Regions from separate parts of the Sus scrofa genome. Here regions 1, 2 and 3 are each linked to region 4. The links are chromatin contacts, called in public Hi-C maps. All regions are on one chromosome and are shown on one strand. The core of a region is the stretch at or near the end of the contact, and the rest is flanking DNA. Distances in the headings are between cores, read along the strand shown.

Region 1 (2,974 bases), core at 319-2,818, 150 kb after region 4:
GCCTATTCTGGACGTTTTGTATAAGGGCTTTTTTTCTTTCTTTCTTTTTAGGGCTGCACCTGTGGCATATGGAAGTTCTCAGGCTAGGGGTCCAATCAGAGCTGTAGCCACCGGCCTACACCACAGCCACAGCAACTCGGGATCTGAGCCACATCTGTGACCTACACCACAGCTCATGGCAACACTGGATCCTTAACCCATGGAGCGAGGCCAGGGATCGAACCTGTGTCCTAGTTGGATTCGTTTCTGCTGTGCCACAATGGGAACTCCCATAGATGTTTTTTATTTGTTATTTTTATTAGAGTATAGTTGGATTACAGTGTTGTGTCAATTTCTGCTCTCCAGCAGAGACGCAGTTCCTTTTGTATAAATGGAATCACACGCTATGTGGCCTTTTGTGACTGGCTCAGCATGTGACTCGGCGTGATGTTTTCAAGGCTCATCCCTGTTACGGCAAGTATCAGAATGTCATTCCTTTTTATGGCTGAATACTATTCCGTTGTATGGCCAGACACATTCTGTTGATCCATTTATCGGCTGATGGACACACTCGTCTGTCCATTTTAGCCATTGTGAACAGTGCTACTGTGAACATTCGTGTCCAAGTTTTTGTCTGAACACCTGTTCTCAGTTTTCTTGGTCCCTCCTGGGAGTGGAATTGTTGGGTCATATGGTAATTCTATGTTTAACTTCTTGAGGAGCAGCCAAACCATTTTCCACAGCAGCTGCATCATTCTGCATGCTCACCAGCAGTGTTTGAGGATTCCAGTTTCCCTACCTCCTTGCCAACGCTTGTTACTTTCCTTTTTATAGCCATCCCAGTGGGGGTGCAGGGGTATCTCATTGTGGGTTTTGTTTGCATTTTCCTAATGATGAATGACACTGCTCATCTTTACCCTGAACCCCTCGGGGGGCACGAAGCAGGTCCCTCACTCTCTCCAGGCCTCGGTTTCCTTGCTTCCAAATCAGAATACATCTAAGGAGGAAGTGAGGATGAAGCAAGTGAACCAGGCAAAGCATGTAGCATCCATGCCAGGCACGCACCAGGGACTCCTCGACCATCCCCGGCAGTTGCAGGCCTGCCTTTGCTCAGATAGGGGAGAGGCTGGCTGCTCCGGAGACCCTCCTGGCTCTGACCAGCTGCTTCCCTCTGCCTCGACCACCCAGGACTCCACGGGGATCCACGACCCTTCAAGGCTGGGCCATAGCTGATTTCCATTCAGCCCAGAAGACGTTTACAGAGTGGAGCAGATCCCCCAGGACCTCTTTTTCCAAGAGCACCCCCTGCTCTCTGTGCCTTCTCCATTCTGTGTGCGCTGTCTGCAGGCTGCCTTTAGTTACCAGAGCAGAGAAGTTCCTAGAAGGTTATCCCCCCCAGGTGGCCCTTAGCCAATAATTGGGGTGCAGGAAGGAAGACCCAGATCCCTTGCCTGGGGTGGGGACAACTTTTACTCCAGGGTCCCCCCTCTGCGGGGCACCCTTTCTGGCCTCCTCCTCTCCTGTCCTGCTCCCCCAGCCCCTCTCAGGTCCTCTGGGAGCACTCCCTTAGGAGATCACTCAGCTAAAATTCCCCCACTGGATCTGTTTCTGGAGAACTGGACTTCAGGCACGGAGCACCTCTGGTGTGCCAAGCCCTTTGGAGAAAGCCCAGATAGACAAAGATCAACAAGATGCAGCTTCTTTCCCAGTGGAGCCCGTAGCTTGGTTGGGGCTGGTGCTGACAGCAGCAGTAATGCGAATAGCCAGTGTTGTGTACCTACTATGTACCAGACACCAGGCTGAAGGTTTTACAGACATTGCTTCATTTAAACCCTGTAACGCCTCTGTGCGGGGCATGCTGTCATCATCCTCAGTTTACAGGGGGAAAAACCAAGACCCAGAGAGGTTAATTCGCGTGGATCTGGGGTTGCACAGCTTGGAGGCGGCAGCGTTCACCCTGAGCCCTGGCCTTTTCTGCCTCCAGAGACCACACACTTGACCATTTCGCTGTGTGCCATTGCTTTGCAGAGGGACCAGCTTTGGGGGGAGGGGAGGGGCTACCCATCTGTTTCTGCTTTAAGGGAGACTGGAGGGTCTCCAGGGCTGCGCTGTGATTGGTGGAGAGGGTGTTTCACAGGTAATTTGTCACTGACCTTGGTTAACTTTGTGGGAATGATTCCAATTAAGAAGGAAAAAAAGAGGAGGTCCTGGAAACGAATCTGACTAGGAACCATGAGGTTTCGGGTTCGATCCCTGGCCTCGCTCAGTGGGTTAAGGATCCGGTATGGCCATGAGCTGGGGTGTAGGTTGCAGATGCGGCTCAGATCCAGTGTTGCTGTGGATGTGGTGTAGGCCAGAAGCTGAGGCTCTGATTTGACCCCTATCCTGGGAACTCCCATATGCCATGGGTGTGGCCCTAAAAAAAGAAAAAATAAGTTAAAGAAAAAGAAGGAAAAAAGGGAATTCAAGGCCACCTCTCCGATAGTGTCGCCTCTGCTCACTTGTTTCCACTCTGTTTTCCTGAGGAAGAGACACATGGAGGTCCCACCCCAGGCCAGTGCTGGCTGCCCCGCCCATGAACGTGGGTGCAAACTGGGTGCCAGCTCTGCCTTGCCTGGACTCCCCACCATCTGAATTCCCAGGAGGCCGACGGGGGCAGGTGCCCCAGGCTCCCATGGGTGAAGGAGACATGGCCTGTGCCCCTTTGTGATCGAGTCCTTCCTCCTCTGTATCAACAACCACCAGACCCCCGAGAGCTCAGATGCACCAGCTCAGAAGAAGCCAGGCTTTCGCTCTCTGAGTGTGTGCTGGGGTGATTGAGAGTTCAGACTCCAAGCAGACAGTGTGGGATCAAATCCTAGCTCTGCTGTTTACAAACTGAGTGGCTTTGGGAAAGTTACTCATCCGCTCAGTGCTCAGTTTTCTCATCTGTAAAGTGGGGGCAATAATAATATAGACCTCTTAGGATTGTTGTAAGAATTAAATGGGATATGGA
Region 2 (2,945 bases), core at 218-2,717, 130 kb after region 4:
TGAGAAACCCTGGGTGAAGACTAGGTGGGACCTGCTGTGTGTAAGGGACAGAGGACCCTTGGGAGTCACCTCAAGCCCTGGTTCCTAAATAACAGTGCAGGATTATAGGCATGAAACCCACGGTTTATCTGCCCATTACCCTGACTTGAGCCGCAGAGGAGGAGCAGGTGGTGAGTCTAGAAAGCTGCAGCTTATGGAAGGTGGAGAAAGACCAGCAGAGTCAAGGCCATCAGAGCAGTGAGGCATCTGGCCCAGGGTGCACATGGAGGGGCTCGGACCATGCGAGCAGCTCTGGGCTGGGAGTCCTGGTCAGCTGCTCATGGAGTTGCCCACAGGTTGAACCTCCTTGGTGAGTCAATTTTCCCAGATATTTATTTATCTATTGCTTTTTAGGGCTTCCCCTGTAGCATATGGAGGCTCCCAGTCTAGGGGTCCAATCGGAGCTGTAGCTGCTGGCTTACCCCACAGCCACAGCAACACCAGGTCCGAGCTGTCTCTGTGCCCTACACCACAGCTCACGGCAACACTGGATCCTTAACCCGCTGCGTGAGGCCAGGGATTGAACCTGCGTTCTCATGGATCCTAGTCAGATTTGTTTCACATGAGCCACGAAGTGAACTCCCTATTTTATTTATTTATTTATTTTGCTTCTTAGGGCTGCACCCACAGCATATGGAGGTTCCCAGGCTGGGGGTCGAATTGGAGCTGCAGCTGCCAGCCTACACCACAGCCACAGCAACGCCGGATCCTTAACCCACTGAGCAAGGACAGGGATTGAACCCTTATCCTCACAGACACTGTGTAGGGTTCTTAACCTGCTGAGCCACAACCAGAACTCCTGTCCCTGCTCATTCTCCATGACTGTCCTAGCAGTGGCACAGGCAACCTTCCTGCCTTACAAATCTCACAACTTTGGACTCACTTCTGGGTTTGTCCTGCTCTTCCCTGTCTGTTTCCAGTTTTCACAAAGTGCCGCCCATGCTCCCGTAGCACAACAGTCCTTCTGCTCTATCCAGGGCCCCAGCCCAGGCTGGGCGCTCAGCTGCCCCGTCGCTGTGATCACCCAGCCGCCCCCAGAGGAGGCGGCCCTCGGTGTAAAATCCCATCCGGAGGCCTGGGGTCTTGGGGCAGGGAAGAGAAACCACTGTGCTGAGAAAGCAATGGACTGGGGGCCTACTTTGTGCCAGTTTTGGTTCAGGCACTTTACACACACTCTGGGGACCATGGGGACACTGCAGTCATGGTGCCTAAGTGATGGCTGAGAAACTGGCTGAGAGGAGTTAGGGGACAGGTGATCGGGGCGGCTGGGGTTTGAAGTCAGTCCACGTGACCTCACAGCTCCTGCTCCTTTTGCCGCACCGACTGTGGTGGAAATATTTCTTGGTAACCTGCCCTCCCTCAGCTATTAAAATCCACCTTCCGGAAGCTCCAGCTGGCCGGGCACTGAGGAAGCTCACAGTCACTTCCAGTTGCCTCTGAGGTCAGCTCCCTCCAGCCAAGGGCAGCCCTTCCCGCTGGAGGCCCGCTCCCGGCCCTGTTATCAGCAGTTTCCTGTCCCTCGAAGCCTGGGCAGCTACACTGGCTAAGGGCAAGGCCTCTGCCTCCCATGCTGTGCACCCAGCCAACTGTGGGTTCCCCGTGGTCCCTGTCACACTGTGCAGCCCTCGGCCCCCAGTCCCCAATTGGTTCCCAGATGGAGAGGGTGGGTCCTCCCCCTGAAAACCCAGGCCAAGGCAGCCCAGCAGAGGCCAGGCTTTACCTGCCCATCCTTTTAGGGTGAGGTGGGGTGTGTCCCATCTGGAGGCCACGCCTCACTTTGCTTCCCCAGCCCCGTCTGCTGGACCGCTGCCTTTCCATCAGCACAGGCCATGCTGGGCCCACAGCTTAGCCTGGGTATGGCTTTGACCTGGAATGTCCTTTACTCCTGGAGTGGTGGCCAGGCATCCTTTGGAGCCCTGTTCAGACATCTCATCGGTGAAATTCTGCTCTGCTGGCATTGATTGTCCCTAACTTGCTTCTCAAAGTCCGTCTTGCCCCTTTCCACATTGCTCTGTGCCTGCGAGGCTAACTTGTATGATTGCACCTGCACCCGCCCCCTGCCCTCTGATTTCTACCCGGGCTTTGCCGTTGGGATCACCAGCAAGAGCTCAAAAGACCAGAGGGAAGAGAGGTTTTGGGGTCTTTGGCACTGCCCCTGCGTTCTCTCCCTGCAGGGCTGACCACATCCCTCGAGCATGTGTCATGGCTTCTCACAGCAGCTCCCTCCTGGGTGTGTCAGACCTGGGGCACAGTGGTACCCACTGCCCTGGCTCTCACCTTTGTAAATCATCCCTTTCTTTGTCAAGCCCTCCTCAGATGATCTTAGCTTGGATGCCCACCTGTATCTGCTCAGACCACCCTGCCTGCTACAAAAGTTTATGTAGGTGCCCAGATGGGTGAAGGATGGTCCCTGCCCTGGAGAAGCTGGTGGGATGGGTTCATTGGGTGGTAAGTGCCAGGATGCCCATGTGCCATGAAGCCATTGGTCTGGGAGATTCAAAGAGTCTTCCAAAGGAAATCTCTGGGCGCTGGAAGGTTGGTCAGAGGCAAGTGACAGAAGCGTGAGTGCCAGAGTTCCAGTTATGGCTCAGTGGGTTAAGAACCCGACTAGTATCCATGAGGATGTGGATTTGATCCTTGGCCTTGCTCAGTGGGTTAAAGATCCAGCTTTGCTGTGAGCTGCAGTGTAGGGTGCAGATGCAGTTTGGATCCCGCATTGCTGTGGCTATGGCGTAGGCCAGCAGCTATAGCTCTGATTCAACCCCTAGCCTGGGAACTTCCATATGCCGCCATAAAAAGAAAAAATTAAAAAAAAAAAAAGCACAAACAGCTTTCATCCCAGCCCAAGCCCAAGGTATGACACCCAGCGGGGTGTACAGGGACCTGCCAGCATTTTGGGGGCCCTA
Region 3 (2,937 bases), core at 102-2,601, 140 kb before region 4:
AAGAGAGGGAGGTATTATTACCATCCCCATTAGGAAACTGAGGCTCTGAGAAGTTAATAAATTCACCCACATTCACATAGGAGGATGTGATGCTTGCAAAAAAACAAAGTACACCAAAACAAACGGATAAAAGAGGTGTCATGGGACCAGTGGGGGGGTGCAACTACTTTTCACAAGACGAAAAATTCCAGAAGAGTTTCTGAAATAGTTTTAGAAGGAGGGTCAGAAAGATGCCAAGCGTAGGAGGATATTCCAAGAAGGTGCAAAATGTAAAGATAAAGAGCAAGAAAAGACATGGTGTGCTCTGAAAACTGACAAATTTGGTGCCCTATAAACACAAACCGCACTAAAACCTTATTTCTATTTTACTCCCTCTCTATCATCCTTTGGTTCACGAATGGCATTATCCACTACGTTTCGGGAACCCTGTTTGTCCTATCTGGCTTCTATCCAGGCTGAAGTGGAATGACAGGAAGAGCGAGGCCATGAGATGTGTAGGGAGGGCAGACAAGTTATGCCTTGGTAACAGTCGTGGGGATGCGGGCGTAAATGGGCGCAAATAACCAGGCACTCAAACTGCTTCCCCTCTTCAAGGAAGTCAAGGAAAAAACAAAGTTGTGGCCACAGCACTTCTTCATTTCTGAATATCAGAGAGAGGCACGGTGCCTGGGCTGAGAAATGGGGGTGGCTCAGAAGATCGACTCTCGCTGTTCCTATCTCCCCGACACACCGTGGGTTCCACCAGAACGGAGGGCGCGTCCTCAATTCAACAAATGTTCACTGAGGGCCTAACCAGGGCCCCGCAAGTAATCAAGCAGGTAAATCAAGGTCCCTGTCCTTAAGGTTCTCAGATAACGCTGAGCCCTGCACCGGGTAAAGGTCCGGGGGTCGGCCCCGCACCGCCCCCCACGCAGACCCCGCAGGCATCCTCCCCGCCTCCTGGACCCCCGCGCGCGTGCGCATCAGCAGCCGGAGGGGCGGAGGGCATCCGACGGCGGGAAAAGGGGACTTACCTCGGTATTCCTCCACACACCCCCCTTGATCATAATTCGAGGCATCTTGGCGGCGGAGTGTCTCGGCAAGCAGCCGAGTGGAGATTCAGAGAAGTAGTAACGGCGCTGCGGCCACGGGACCCTAAGGCGCCACTTCCTCTAAGCGCGACCTTCTGCTTTGAAGAGATCTGCGCAGGCGCAAGGGGGTGTTGCGGGGACAGGGTAACAAATCTCGCGAGAACTCAAGTGGCTGAGAGGAAATAAGTGCCTTGCTGTTAAAGCGCTGCTCTAGAAAGACTGACAGAAAAACATCAAACAGCTCTAGCCAAAGCGGCCTATGCCCGGCGCAGGCCCAAAATAGGTGGAGGAAACCACGGCTCTCGCGAGGTGTCAGCGGGGACTGTAGTTTCGTTGGGATTGGCCGTGACGTCACCTAGTGGCAAAGAGTGGGAACGTCGCGCGTGTGGAGTTTAAGCTCGCCCGGTTTAAAAAGAGCTTTGTTAATTTATCAGTTTAGCATGTTATTAGGCATTTAACGCATGGAAATCTATCCACAGAATACACAGGAAAAACCCATTGTTTATTTAAGACCAAATTTCCTAACCTGTAAAATGGAGATAATAATAGTACAACTTCAGAGGGTTGTCCTAAGGATTGGGGGGGGGGGGCGGGGGGAGGGTTAGGACTGCGCCCGCTGCGTTTGGAAGTTCCCAGGCCAGAGATCTAATCAGAGCTATAGCTGCCGGCCTACACCACAGCCACAGCAACGCAGGATCCGAGCTGAATCTGCAACCTGTACCACAGCTCAGGGCAACACGGGATCCTTAGCCCACTGAGGGAGGCCAGGGCTTGAACCTACATGGTCATGGATACTAGTCAGATTCATTTCCACTGCGCCACAACTCCCTGTCCTAAGGATTTAAATGAGATGGTAAACCTAACCATAATATTTGATACATAACAAATGCTCACAAAAGTAGCATAAATCATAGCTGGGGCTGGGATTCAATTCCTGGCCCAGGAACTTCCATATGCTGTGGGGTGGAAAAAATATATATATATTATTACAATAAGGGCAACCCCAAGAGATCAGTGGTTGTTCCAGAAAGCTGCAGAAATGTCATGTCAGAGATTTTCATTCATTGCTATTCAGTTTATGTGGATTAATAGTAGAGCGTTACCATCCACAAACATGAGAAAGGAACTCCTGTCGTGGCTCAGCGGAAATGAATCTGACTAGTATCCACGAGGACGCAGGTTCCATCCCTGGCCTCGCTCAGTGGGTTAAGGATTCGGTGTTGCCATGAGCTGTGGTGTGGGTTGCAGACATGGCTCACATCTGGCAAGGCTGTGGCTGTGGCATAGGCTGGCAGCTACAGCTGTGATTAGACCCCTAGCCTGGGAACCTCCATATACCACGGTGCAGCCCTAAAAAAAAAAAAAAAAAAAAAAAAGATAAAAAATTAGACAAAATCAGGCTGGGTTGAAATCTTGCCTCTCTCATCAGCTTGAGTAATAAACTTGCTGAATGTCAGTATTCTTATCTGAAAAGTGGAGTTAACAATTCATACCTCATAAATTTGAGGGGCAAATTAGTTGACATACCTAAAACCCAATGAGATAGAGATTGCCAAACTGCCACTGTGTTTCCCAGCTACTCAGCGAGTGAACAGTAGAGAAAAATCTCAAAAAGTATTAATAAAATGAGAATAGTTTTACCAAAAGTAATGAAAACTCTCATAATATCTGCATCTTACTATTGATTTGATCCTTAAAAGACGAAATTTAGGAGTTCCCGTCGTGGCTCAATGGTTAGCGAATTGGATTAGGAACCATGAGGTTTCAGGTTCGATCCCTGGCCTTGCTCAGTGGGTTAAGGATCCAGCGTTGCCATGAGCTGTGGTGTAGGTCGAAGATGCAGCTTGGATCCCGAGTTGCTGTTGCT
Region 4 (3,237 bases), core at 495-2,994:
CCGAAGAAAAATCTCCTTGTTGGAATAAAAGGTATTGATGATGAGAGACATGAGCTGGGCGATTTCTGCCTGGAAGGCAAAAGTCTCCACTTCCTCCTCGCCATGGTGCACTTCCTCAGGCATCTAAAATAAGAGAGATGAAGAACTTTGGACTCAAGTTCACCCCAATTACAATAAAGACACTAAGAGGTTCAGTTCAAGTTGTTCTGAACCGAGTACTGAGATGCAAGACCTTTCCTTTAAAGACTTCAGGCTGCGCCCTCAGTCTGAGAATAAGAGGGGCGGGGGGGGGGGGGGCTGCTAATACAGCCCCCAAAATGCCTTAAGGTCTCTTAAGCATTTTGTTAGGATGTTAGGCGATCCATCCACGGATCAGCAGCCTCTCATCACCTGGTAATCTCTTAGGCATGCAGAGTACCTCGCCCAACCCCGGTTTCTTAAATGTGAATAAGCAGAAGACCTACATACATATTCAAATGTACAAATTAGTAACTACGGTTCTACCATTTCTGGTGGAGGGGAGGGAGCCCCCCCCCCAAACAGACCAGTTTTACCTTAAAGGGGCTATCATTTGAAACTGCTCTCCCTTCACCTCCAGGAAGATGTGAAATTGCTACCTCACGTGGTAAGGGAGGCTAACGCGAGAGAATCGTGGGATACCCACTTGGGATGCCATTAAGACAAAGAACCGATAAAGCAAAAGGCTCCACTCTGTCCCTGTAGCACACGTGACTGAGGTACAGGACCAAACCAAATACAACTAAGATGGTGGCGTAGTCCGCGGGGCCGACGCTCGTCGATGCCGGACATGCGTCGGCCAGGACCACGCGAGGAGGGGGCGCCACCGCGCAGCCTCCCTTCGCCTCAGCATCCGGGCACCAGGGCGGGGCGCCGAGTTCCAGAACCTTCCAGAACAATTCCAGCCAACGGGGAGAAAAGAGGACGACGAAGAAATGCTCCCATAAATTCTCAAGCCTGCCTCCTCCGCTACCCCTCCACCCTGACTGCAGGAATGAGCTCGAAGCAGGAAGCACGATGGGCCACTGGAGCTCCAAAGCATCCTTTGCCGCAAACCCTCACACTAAGGACTAGAAAAACTCCCTTCTATAAAAGAGATGGCAAAACCTACCCAGAACCATGCTGTGCTGAGTCACACCGGGCCCGCACACCCACCAACCTTGCCCACCCTCTGGCGCCCCGTAGTCGCGTCCGGAAGTAGAGGGGCAAACATGGCAGCGTCCCGGGCCGGCGCGGCTACCACGTGTAGCCGCCCAGTCCCCCAGCCCCACTCGCCCAGGCCTAACAGCCGCCTAGAAGGCCCGACACCAAGCATGGAAGGAAAAGCTAAACTCGAGAGCTCCCTTCCACCCACCCTCTAAAAAAATTGGGAGCGTTGTCCAGCAAACCGCCCCAGCACGACAAAAACTTGGGTCTCAGAAAGGACAGAATGGACGAAAGCAACCTGAAATTTAACCAGAAATGCCTTAAGAGTGCAACCTTACCTTAAAGGATAAGGATCACAAACACCACAAAGCTGAGCGGGGAAGGACTGCCTCCGGCTCTCACGCCAGAACAAGGCTGCGCGGGGGGTGACTCAAGAGAACGGCTGTGAGACCCCAGTCGCTTTATATAAGGCGAAGCACACCTTCGCTGCCCGCCCCCAGATCCCTCCGCCTTAAAGGAGGCTGTCTGTCAGCCCCGCACCTGCCGCTGCCCGCCCACCTTTACGTCATGGTCCAAAATAGGGGAGGGGGCGGTGAAGAGCAAGGGCGCGCATGTGTAGACTTTTTCTTAGTCCCATCTCCGCGTCCTGAAGACAGGACACCACCAGAGCTAGATGTTGGGTATACTCATAGGACAAATGCCGTGGCTCTAGGGAACAGAATCCCCGCTGACCTCAGTAAAAACCTGTAGAGCAGGTGCCTCCACACCAAAGAATCCCAGAGGAACACCTGAAAGGGGACCAACTACTCCCACCTATGCTCCCTCCCTGCTACAATCTTCCTTACACATTCCTACTGCCCAATAAGGGGAAAGGGTCCTTTCCGGGGACACTGGGGAATTTGAAGCCGAACTTTGGGCAGCCCGCGAACCCTGGCACTCCCAGGGGACAATGGGCAGTGCCAGCGTCTCGCTGCGGGGCGTGGCTTCCGCTGCTAGAAGGTCGCCGGCTCGGGTGTGGAGGGCACTCTTTGTCTGCAAGCGGCGGAAGGAGCGACAGTGGCGGTGCTGCGATCTTCCAGCAGTTTCCAGATCCGCCTCTACGGTCCTGTCCCGCCCCGCCCCGCCCTCTTCCCTTGGGGCTCCACCCCTTTTTCTGCGGACTGGGCTGTGCCTCTGCGGCGGCTCCGCCTCTCCAACGTTATGCTTGAATCTCCGGGAGAGGTGGGCAACTTCGATCCTATGTTGCTGGCGGGCAACTACACCCGGCACCCTCTTCGCCACCCGCCAGACCCAGCTCGCTCAGCATTGCGTCCAGGGTGGGGTGGAACAGGGATGATCCCCCCTTTCTCCCCCGTCAGTCACACAGCACACGGGTTATTGGGGCGGCTCTGCGAGAACCGCCTTCGGAGCCGAGACTGAGGGTGGCGTCGCTACCTGAGAAACCCTCCCCAGCCTCTGCAGCCGCCCACGCGTGTCGCACGCAGGGGCATGCACATACAATCTGGTTTCCTTTTCTTTTTACAAAAATTCTTTCCCCTCCTGCAACTGTCTAGGTCTGGGGAGGGGAGGATCTCCAGGGACCCCCGCTGGGTGGCGGGGGTTCTAGGAGGTGGCATGAAGACACCAGCGCCTTCATGCTGGCCAAAGGGCTGCTCGCTCCTGGCGGGCAGAACCAGGTTGTTCCCCTTCAGCTGCTGCGGCGCCGGAGCCCCCAAGCCAAGCGCCGGCCCAGCTGCCTCGCCTGGCCCTGCCGCTTTTGCTTGCCTTCGGGGCGGGTACGCTGTCCTCGCCTTTCCAAGGCCTCATCTCTGGAGCTCACCCGCCCCACAGCCCCTCCGGGAGAGAATGACCGCTCCCTGCGCCGTGACCTTGTGGATGCCCAGCAACTCCCTCAACTCCCTTCGTGGCCCACTTTGTCCGCCCCTGGAATGCTTGGGAGAGGGATACCTCCGACCCGCAGACCTCCCTCGGCAGCCCTGGTGTGCAGTCTTGTAGCACTTCTTTGTCCAGCTGTTGAACTCCAAAGAACAAAGGACCCTCGCGTTCCTTTTCCTTGCCCCACACTCCTGACTT

Evidence for each region. Hi-C and Micro-C count contacts between places; a contact is called where the count stands out from the background.
Region 1: a Hi-C map of skeletal muscle shows a contact between it and region 4, with 2.9 times the contacts expected there. The contact joins the enhancer-like site here to the promoter of HSP90AB1 in region 4. A contact is called at or near these places in 2 of 5 promoter capture datasets (fetal liver and fetal skeletal muscle), 17 of 47 Hi-C or Micro-C datasets (blood, embryonic fibroblasts, fetal heart ventricle and 10 more) and 2 of 2 datasets of contacts at active chromatin or transcription factors (alveolar macrophages and skeletal muscle).
Region 2: a contact with region 4 is called in a Hi-C map of skeletal muscle, with 5 times the contacts expected there. The contact joins the enhancer-like site here to the promoter of HSP90AB1 in region 4. A contact is called at or near these places in 2 of 5 promoter capture datasets (fetal liver and fetal skeletal muscle), 18 of 47 Hi-C or Micro-C datasets (blood, embryonic fibroblasts, epiblast stem cells and 11 more) and 2 of 2 datasets of contacts at active chromatin or transcription factors (alveolar macrophages and skeletal muscle).
Region 3: a Hi-C map of liver shows a contact between it and region 4, with 6 times the contacts expected there. The contact joins the promoter of CDC5L here to the promoter of HSP90AB1 in region 4. A contact is called at or near these places in 2 of 47 Hi-C or Micro-C datasets (heart right ventricle and liver) and 1 of 2 datasets of contacts at active chromatin or transcription factors (alveolar macrophages).

Annotation. Positions count from the first base shown.
Region 1 is chr7:39,093,970-39,096,943 of Sscrofa11.1, reverse strand. No RefSeq gene overlaps it. Among named protein-coding and RNA genes, the nearest start is that of TMEM63B, 42 kb to the left of the region's middle. Within about 2 kb of position 1,568, at least 3 of the 83 cell types and tissues checked have an H3K27ac peak or open chromatin away from gene starts, as enhancers often do. A contact at or near this core is called in fetal skeletal muscle and skeletal muscle, where this site is marked.
Region 2 is chr7:39,111,038-39,113,982 of Sscrofa11.1, reverse strand. No RefSeq gene overlaps it. Among named protein-coding and RNA genes, the nearest start is that of TMEM63B, 25 kb to the left of the region's middle. Within about 2 kb of position 1,467, at least 1 of the 83 cell types and tissues checked has an H3K27ac peak or open chromatin away from gene starts, as enhancers often do. A contact at or near this core is called in skeletal muscle, where this site is marked.
Region 3 is chr7:39,382,811-39,385,747 of Sscrofa11.1, reverse strand. It overlaps CDC5L (cell division cycle 5-like protein), which reads right to left and starts at 1,351. Exons shown (of 16, transcript XM_001929597.6): 1 at 1,014-1,351. The coding sequence starts at 1,058.
Region 4 is chr7:39,242,281-39,245,517 of Sscrofa11.1, reverse strand. It overlaps HSP90AB1 (heat shock protein 90 alpha family class B member 1), which reads right to left and starts at 1,744. Exons shown (of 12, transcript NM_001244433.1): 1 at 1,503-1,744; 2 at 1-123. The coding sequence starts at 123.